3 separate regions of the Mus musculus genome follow, and regions 1 and 3 are each linked to region 2. Evidence: chromatin contacts called from public Micro-C and promoter capture Hi-C data. All regions are on one chromosome and are shown on one strand. Each heading gives the region's core, a stretch centred on a gene start, on an enhancer-like site or on the middle of the called end of the contact. The rest is flanking DNA. Distances are from core to core; before and after follow the strand shown.

Region 1 (2,700 bases), core at 19-2,518, 230 kb after region 2:
CTTCTTAGTTTTTCTGCCAAAGGAGAGCCGAGTGCTGACCAAATATGCCTGGGAAGAAAAAAAAAAAAAAGGTGTAGTAAGGAATTCTGGTACAAAGGGAAGGCTTGGAGCCAGGAGGGTAAAGCCACCCACAAAGGGGTCTGGAGAAGTGGCTGTGTGATTAAAAGCACTTCCCTTGTTCGCAAAGAAGTTTGATTATCAGCACCCACATTGGGCTATCCACAGCTACTTGTAACTACAGGGGATCCAACATCCTCTCTGGCTTCCTTAGGTACTGTGTGCTCATGGGCACAGACACACAAACAGACACAAACATACACACATGAAAATAAATTAAGTTTTAAAACCCACCCATAATGGTACCAAATGACAGGAACACTGACAAAGCCAACCTGCCAAAACTACATCCCTTCTGTATATTAATCACTCTTCTTCTTTCTTACACTGATCCCTCCACACCCACCTACAGACCCTTTAGCACCTTGTACAAGATTCGTGGCAATGTCAAAAGGTTGGGCAGGACTGATTTAAAGTACAAAGGATAATGTGTCCAAGCTCTCTGCAAATGCTGTGTCTGTCTACCGCAAGAACTTAAGTGTTGGCTGTTTGGGAATTCCTGGAACCAGTCCTCTGTGCAGCAGAGGTGGGGCTGTGCTGTCGACGTGGCTGAGGTGGACAGCCAGGAGGTTCACAGCCTGCCCAAAGTGACAAGACAGCAAGCATCACAAATGGGAAGGAAATTCTGCTTTCAGTCTAAGGCTCCGATCAAGACTCAGAGAACTCTCGGGCCACAATGTGCCTTGGTTTCTTCTTCTGCACCATAGGCACAATGAAGGGCCAAGGGGCCTGTAACTTGCTATTAGATGCGCTAATTCATTAAGTTAGATTAGACTGCTAGGTATCGGCTGTTGATTTTATGATCTGCATAGCTAAGATGCTACAGAAGATGCACAGGCCTCTGGATCCGCAGTTTGGTCCCAGCCACGCTTCGTGGAGGGCCAAACCCGCAGAAAGATCCCCGAGCCTGAGGCCGCAGAGCAGTCGCCAGGCCGCGCCGGGCTCGCCGGGAAGCCCACCGCCCGCTACGCCCCGGTCGCCCCTCTTCACCCCACTCACGGACGCCGGCGCTCGCTCCCACCACTCTCAGCACGAGCAGTCTCGAGGATGTCGGCCCCAGACGCTCTCTCCTAGCACAGTCAGGATCACCTCCACCAGGAGCCCCCCAAAACGCCGCGAGCAGCCCCGCCACCGGGAGAAGCCCCAGAGAACTACTACTCCCGGCATGCCTGAGGTCTTTTCTGACTACACCTCCCAGAAGGCACCGGGGCCAGGCGCGTTCTGAAAGCTGAGTCGGGTCGTGTTGCACTGCAAATCCAGCAAGCCTGTCCCTGCTCTCTCAGTCAGTCCCTCAGACTTGTTTGCTAGGAGGGTGAAGTGATGTGACAGGACAAAAGTGGAATTTAGGGTTTAGGAGCGAGGTACCCATAGGTACCAGGCCAGCCTGACTGACTACATGTGGACAGCCAGGACTACATAGCGAGACTAAAACCAAAAAAAGTAAAACAAAACAAAACTCTAGGAGAACCCTAGCCCACATCACTAATCATTGTAGTTTATTTTTTTTACATTTTTTATTAGGTATTTAGCTCATTTACATTTCCAATGCTATACCAAAAGTCCCCCATACCCACCCACCCCCACTCCCCTACCCACCCACTCCCCCTTTTTGGCCCTGGCGTTCCCCCGTACTGGGGCATATAAAGTTTGCGTGTCCAATGGGCCTCTCTTTCCAGTGATGGCCAACTAGGCCATCTTTTGATACATATGCAGCTAGAGTCAAGAGCTCCGGGGTACTGGTTAGTTCATAATGTTGTTCCACATATAGGGTTGCAGATCCCTTTAGCTCCTTGGGTACTTTCTCTAGCTCCTCCATTGGGAGCCCTGTGATCCATCCATTATCTGACTGTGAGCATCCACTTCTGTGTTTGCTAGGCCCCGGCATAGTCTCACAAGAGACAGCTACATCTGGGTCCTTTCGATAAAATCTTGCTAGTATATGCAATGGTGTCAGCGTTTGGATGCTGATTATGGGGTGGATCCCTGGATATGGCAGTCTCTACATGGTCCATCCTTTCATCTCAGCTCCAAACTTTGTCTTTGTAACTCCTTCCATGGGTGTTTTGTTCCCAATTCTAAGGGGGGGCATAGTGTCCACGCCCCAACTGGTAAGAAGGACACATGCTCCACTATGTTCATAGCAGCCTTATTTATAATAGCCAGAAGCTGGAAAGAACCCAGATGCCCCTCAACAGAGGAATGGATACAGAAAATGTGGTACATCTACACAATGGAGTACTACTCAGCTATTAAAAAGAATGAATTTATGAAATTCCTAGCCAAATGGATGGACCTGGAGGGCATCATCCTGAGTGAGGTAACACATTCATAAAGGAACTCACACAATATGTACTCACTGATAAGTGGATATTAGCCCCAAACCTAGGATACCCAAGATATAAGATACAATTTGCTAAACACATTGTAGTTTATTTTTACTGTATACAATACACAGAAAACAATGTGACATGGGCCTTGATGTGCATCCCAGGATGGCTTCAGAAAGCAGGAGGATTAAAAAATAAAAGTAATTGATTGAATGCCTTTTGATTTTTTTTTTTTAAATCCAGCTAGCTGCTGAAT
Region 2 (2,942 bases), core at 90-2,589:
TCCAGGTGTCCCCAGGAGGCAAGGAAGCCACTGGGTGGTTGTCAGACTACAGCGGTCCACGCCCGCACACCATGCCCCAGGAAGGACAGAACCAAGGATCTGAAGTCACCATGAAAGCCACCAGTTGTACAAATCATGTAGTTTCCCTCATAAGACTGGGCCCTCTTGTTCATAGGGAGTCATCTCTGTACCTTCTGCTTTAGGCTTGCCACACTGGCTTGGGGAAGGGCGAGTGGAAGAGCAAAGAGACAGGTGTCTTTATCTGGAAGAGCAAAACAAAAACTGGACATAACATTGCAAAAGTGTTCCAATACATGGGGGCCTGAAAGAGATACCCAGGAAAACAAGAGCTGGGGGAGTCACTGTGCCCAAGGACAACAGCCTTGGCAGGACAGTGACTCCAGGAAATGGGAGAACCAGGACCCTGCTGGAGAAGATGGATCCTGTTAGAAACTGGAACTCACAGCAAACTGGCAGGGACGTTTGCCTCTGCCCTTGCATGTTCACCTGGAAACGGGGAAGAGTGTTCAGGACTGTTTCTGGTGGACCCAAGGGCAGACTGTGGCAGGAGACCCACTGAGGCAGCTGAGGTCAGCAACTAAGCTGTGCTCGAAGTTAAGAGAGGGAAGGGAGAGTCTCCACCAGAGGTTGCAATGGAGGGCGTGGAGGGACCCAGGGGCTGATGAACTGGAAGAGGGAAAGAGAGGGGTTGGGGGCTGAGGGAACCTCGGTTTTTTTTTTTTTTTTTTTTTAGTGAGGGCAAAAGTTGATCTTTGAGATAGCCTGGGGGAGTGCTCCGTGAGGGGAAGTATCGACCCACCTCTGGAGCCTCCATCTGGACATAGAAACAGGCTCAATGTCCTCCCAGACCCTCTTTTCCTTCCCGTGTCTCATCCAGCTACAAGGCACAGAATGAGGGTGAGACGGCCCCTGGAGTCCCAAGGCAGCAGAGTGCGACTCGCACTACATAGGGCTCTCCGGGTGGGGTGCCACTCCTTCGAGGTGACTTGGGACCCGCGGTGGGCTACCCCTGGCCGGCTTCCAGCGCTTCTCTGCCGCCGCCTCGGGGTGTCTCTGCCTAGCTGCGAGTCGGGAAGCGAGGAGGGGAGCGGGCGGCGGCCGCGCCAAGAAGCGCCGGGTCACCGCAGGCTGAGGCGCCCGCCGTCCCCGCCCTCCCCCTCGCTTGCCTTCGCCTCCTCCTCCCGCCTCCCTCGCCCGCTAGCTAGCTCGCTCCTTCGCTCTCCCCGCCTTCCCTCCGCGCTCCCCGCCCTCTCCTGCGCGCCTCGCCTCCTCCGCCCCGCGCCCTGCGGTGCTGCAGCTGCGGGCGGCTCCAGCTGCCCCCAGATGTGGGCTGGGCAGCGCGCGGGGAACTTTCGCGCCGGCTGCGAGTGCGGGGCCCCGGCTGCGGTCGGGCTGCCATGGATCCGCCGGCGGGAGCCGCTCGCCGCCTGCTCTGCCCCGCTCTACTGCTGCTGCTGCTGCCGCCGCCGCCTCTCCTGCTGCTGCCGCCGCCGCCCGCGAGCGTCCGGCTCGTCGCCGCCACCGAGCCCCCAGGTAGGTGCCAGCCTGGTCCCCACTTCCCGCGACCCTCCGGCCACACTAACCTGCCCGGTGCGTCCCGCCGACCCTTCCTCAAGCATCGTCCGAGGCGACTTGGGCAAACTCTGTGCGCCGCGCCCGGGGCCAAGTTGGCCAACTTCGGGGCCGGGGCGGTCGCGCAGGGGGCGCACCCCGATGCCTTGGAACGCAAGGAGCCTCGGAGCACTTGCCTCTCTCGAGATGCAGAGTGTGGCGCTGGAGGGCCGGGAAAACCCAGCGGCGGAGCGCGCAGAACCAGCACCAGCGGGTCCGGGGGAGCCAGGGCAAGGCGGCGCCCGGGGACGCTCGGGAGGAGCCGGTGCGGAGCGCGCCGCCTGCGGGCCCTGAGCATTGGATGGGTTGTCCCGGAGAGGTTCCCCGGAGATTAGTGGGACCCTGCTCCACCTCTCCCGGGCTTAAGTGTACGGGGCGAGGGGGGCTGACAGTGGGCTGCCCGATGCTGGACTGAGGACAGGCCGCCTATGAACCTGGTTGCTCCGGAGGCCAATGGTGAGGACATTTGGGCAGCAGGGACCGCTGAAGGGTCAGGGTGCATGAGCAGGGGACCAAGGTGGAATAATTTCCGAGGAGCCCCGTGTCCTACCAAGGACGGTATAATTAAGGAGCGAGGGCACTTTGATGGGGTCGCTCTTTAGGGTAACTGCGAGGTGTCCGAGGAACCTCAATTGGGAATCCACTGGGGCAGCTCTTTTGCTGGCTTGGTCCTCTAGAGGGGACGGCCCGCAGGCGACGTGGTTCCGGACTGGTGGTCCTGTCAACGCCCCTTCCTGGAGGCTTCGTGGTGGAATGTCCCTTTTCTTCAACTGAGGCAAGGGCTGGGGGCGCCGGGCTCCGCCGACAGGCTCAGAGTCTCCGAGGTCTCCGCTAAGTCTAACGCCCCTTTCTTTTGCAGGCGGGCCCCCGGGGCAAGGAGCCGAGCGCATCCTGGCGGTGCCGGTGCGCACTGACGCCCAGGGCCGCTTGGTGTCCCACGTGGTGTCTTTGGAGACGGCCGGGGCGGGGGTACGAGCCCGCAGAGCTGCCCTGGACCAGACCTCGGGCTTGCCCGGAGGCGCTGCTCAGGACCCTGGAGGACGCCTTTTCTACAACCTCACAGTATTCGGCCGAGACCTGCACCTGCGGCTGCGGCCCAACGCCCGGCTCGTGGCTCCGGGGGCCACCGTGGAGTGGCAGGGTGAGACGGGTGACACCCGAGTGGAGCCCCTGCTTGGGAGCTGTCTCTACGTTGGAGACGTGGCAGACTTACCTAAAGCCTCCTCGGTGGCGCTCAGTAACTGTGATGGGCTGGTGAGTACTCTCTTCTAGGGCTCCCTTCTGTTCTGGCTCTTGCCTGGGCTTTGGAA
Region 3 (2,700 bases), core at 28-2,527, 250 kb after region 2:
GGAAGTAAAGAGGGAGAAACTTGCCCGTGCCTCAGCCCGCAGGCAGGGGTGGTTCTGCACAACTGCCCGGGAAGGTGCTATCTACTCTTAGCTCAGGGGACATTCTGTGTTTTTTCACAGAAAGTTTGCAGATACTATTATCTGCCCTTGATGTTGTGTCAGCTGTCATTTCAAAAGGTCGGAAGTCTCTCCTCCAGGAGGGAGCGGAACTTTGGCTTATGACTCAGTGTCAGTCCCCAACATCTCTCAAAAGGTCCGAAGTTTCTCACGAAGGAAGGGGAGCTTTGGCTTATGGCTCAATGCCGGTCTCCAACACAGAGAGAGAAGAGAAGGAACAGAAGGAAGAGAGAAAGAGACCAAAATGTCTGGATCACATAGGGAAGAACCTCTGGGAAAAAGGCAGCCCAGCCCCTGGGCTGGAAAGTTCAGGGTGGGAGGCAGGGTATGTCAGGTAGGGACTGGGGGATGCTGGGAGATCCCTGAAGTCAGGTCTGCTTTGATATGCAAACTATGCACCTTGTCCCGGTCCCAAACCAAAAGGGAGAGAACTAACTCTGGCGTGAGAGGGCATGTGCCGCATATCACACACACACACACACACACACACACACACACACACACACACACACACACACACAAAACCATGCACGCTCGCACACGATAGATAATACATACACCAATATCTGAAAAGAGAAAAGGTTCTAGTGGTCAGGACAGAGAATGAAAACGGCAGGAAGGCAAGAAAGTTTGAGAACGTAGGGGGTGGGGTAGGGAGACACTACGAGTGGAATAAGCCACGTTTGGAGAACGTCTAGGCAGATACAGAAATGCAGAACACAGAGAGACCGAGACCAGAGCAGCGTCAGACCGGCTGCAAGGCTCTTGTTAGGGGCTTTAGAAACACCTGTGTGCTCTCCCGGAAGCCTGGTGCAGTCAGAGAGGAAGCTTGCTTCCCAGACAGAGATGACACAGTTTCACAACCTGTCAGACCACCTTGCAGGAGAGACTGAACCCCAGCAACCAGAACCACTTGGCTATGCATGTCCTTTTCTGTTTAAACCTAAGTCTCTGAAGACCGACCAGGGGAGTCCCTGGACTTCTTTGTTCCTCTTCTCGGGGTGGCGGGACTGATTGTGTAAATCTCTTATCTCCAACTTTCACTCTTATCTGTCTCTTTAATCGGCATATTGAGGATGAGTGGCCAAGCTTATTGGTGTTGCTGGGTCAGACAATTTAAAGGCAGTCTAGGGGAGAAGCAGACCCAGGGAGTCAGAGAGGCAGAGAGAGAAGAGAGCCCTTCCTCCACTCTCAAGCTCTGGAGGGGGTCTCTGCCCTCACCCTCATCCCTCCCCAGAATCCTTAAATCCTCTAGACTGTAGCTCTGATTTTACAGCTGTCACAGACTCGTCCTACTAGCCAGAGGTTGGCTCAGGTAAGCACCACTGGGGAGGTAGCCTAGGGTGCGCTGGGGTGGGTCCAGAGGAAGAGCTGCCCAGAACTGTGGGGGAAGGAGCGGGACCGACCATCAACAGGGGGACTTTTCAGGGAGAATGAGAGCAATCCTCTGGAGGCCTGGGAGAGGCTGCTGAGTTGCTGGTGCGCGAGTCACCAACTTTTCCTGCGCTCTCGGTGTCCGGCCAGAATCCCGAAGTGGCAGCTGAGCACGGGGTGGCAGCTTCGTCCGCCGGCTCTCAAGGCGTCCCGGTAACTTCCTTTCCCGCAGTCCAGGAGCAGATGGGGCGGCTCCGAGTGCTGCTGCTGTGGCTAGCCTGGTGGCTGTCGCAGGCGGGCATAGCTCACGGTGCGGGCTCGGTGCGCCTGGCAGGCGGCCTGACGCTGGGCGGCCTCTTCCCGGTGCACGCCCGGGGCGCCGCAGGGCGTGCGTGCGGGACGCTGAAGAAGGAGCAGGGAGTGCACCGGCTGGAGGCGATGCTCTACGCGCTGGACCGCATCAACGCCGACCCGGAGCTCCTGCCCGGTGTGCGACTAGGCGCGCGGCTGCTCGACACCTGCTCGCGGGACACCTACGCTCTGGAGCAGGCGCTGAGCTTCGTGCAGGCGCTCATCCGAGGCCGCGGAGACGGCGAAGAGGCCAGCGTGCGCTGCCCTGGGGGCGTCCCCCCGCTGCGCGCCGCGCCTCCTGAACGCGTCGTGGCGGTGGTGGGCGCCTCAGCTAGCTCCGTGTCCATCATGGTCGCCAATGTCTTGCGCCTGTTTGCGGTGAGGGCGGGCGTCTGTCACCCGTCGTCCCTCCCAGGTGGTCGATACCTTTACTAACTTCTGGAAGAATCTGTTTCAATCTCTCCCAATCATCCAGATTAAAAAGGTTTTGTCCACAGAGGCAGATCAATTTTCCCAGCTTGGTTGGTCTGGCATCTTTGTGTGAAGGGTACCCCTTTCTCCAGAAGTCTGTGTCCTGACAAGGTTGGCTAAGGGCAGATTGAACCTAGACCCACTTGTCCACCCATTCAGGTTCTGCTGACACCTTGTTCAATCTTGCAAGGTGCTTCCTCTCGTGAGCACCTGTAGGTGACAAAGATATTTAGATTTCAGGGGAACTAGGCCCTTCTTTAGAAGTCCTTAGAAGTGGCCCTGAGCTATCCCTGAAAGCAGAGTACTGAAGGGGGGAGTGCCATCCTTTTTTTTTTAATCGACATTTAAATTCCATTTCAAAATGCTTGCCTTAACCCGTTCCGGTGC

The links. Hi-C and Micro-C count contacts between places; a contact is called where the count stands out from the background. Capture Hi-C pulls out chosen DNA fragments and counts their contacts.
Region 1: a contact with region 2 is called in a promoter capture Hi-C map of adipose tissue. The contact joins the promoter of Zfp354c here to the promoter of Adamts2 in region 2. A contact is called at or near these places in 3 of 39 promoter capture datasets (the 3T3-L1 cell line and hippocampal neurons), 2 of 484 Hi-C or Micro-C datasets (both in embryonic stem cells) and 2 of 9 other capture datasets (adipose tissue and liver).
Region 3: a contact with region 2 is called in a Micro-C map of embryonic stem cells, with 3 times the contacts expected there. The contact joins the promoter of Grm6 here to the promoter of Adamts2 in region 2. A contact is called at or near these places in 1 of 39 promoter capture datasets (embryonic stem cells), 5 of 484 Hi-C or Micro-C datasets (all in embryonic stem cells), 1 of 115 datasets of contacts at active chromatin or transcription factors (embryonic stem cells) and 1 of 9 other capture datasets (liver).

The regions. Positions count from the first base shown.
Region 1 is chr11:50,826,463-50,829,162 of GRCm38.p6, forward strand. It overlaps Zfp354c (zinc finger protein 354C), which reads right to left and starts at 1,269. Exons shown (of 5, transcript NM_013922.4): 1 at 1,117-1,269; 2 at 1-48. It also overlaps a transcript of Zfp879 not described here.
Region 2 is chr11:50,600,746-50,603,687 of GRCm38.p6, forward strand. Adamts2 (a disintegrin-like and metallopeptidase (reprolysin type) with thrombospondin type 1 motif, 2) reads left to right here and starts at 1,340. Exons shown (of 22, transcript NM_175643.3): 1 at 1,340-1,554; 2 at 2,492-2,886. The coding sequence starts at 1,419.
Region 3 is chr11:50,849,408-50,852,107 of GRCm38.p6, forward strand. It overlaps Grm6 (glutamate receptor, metabotropic 6), which reads left to right and starts at 1,278. Exons shown (of 11, transcript NM_173372.2): 1 at 1,278-1,432; 2 at 1,724-2,220. The coding sequence starts at 1,735.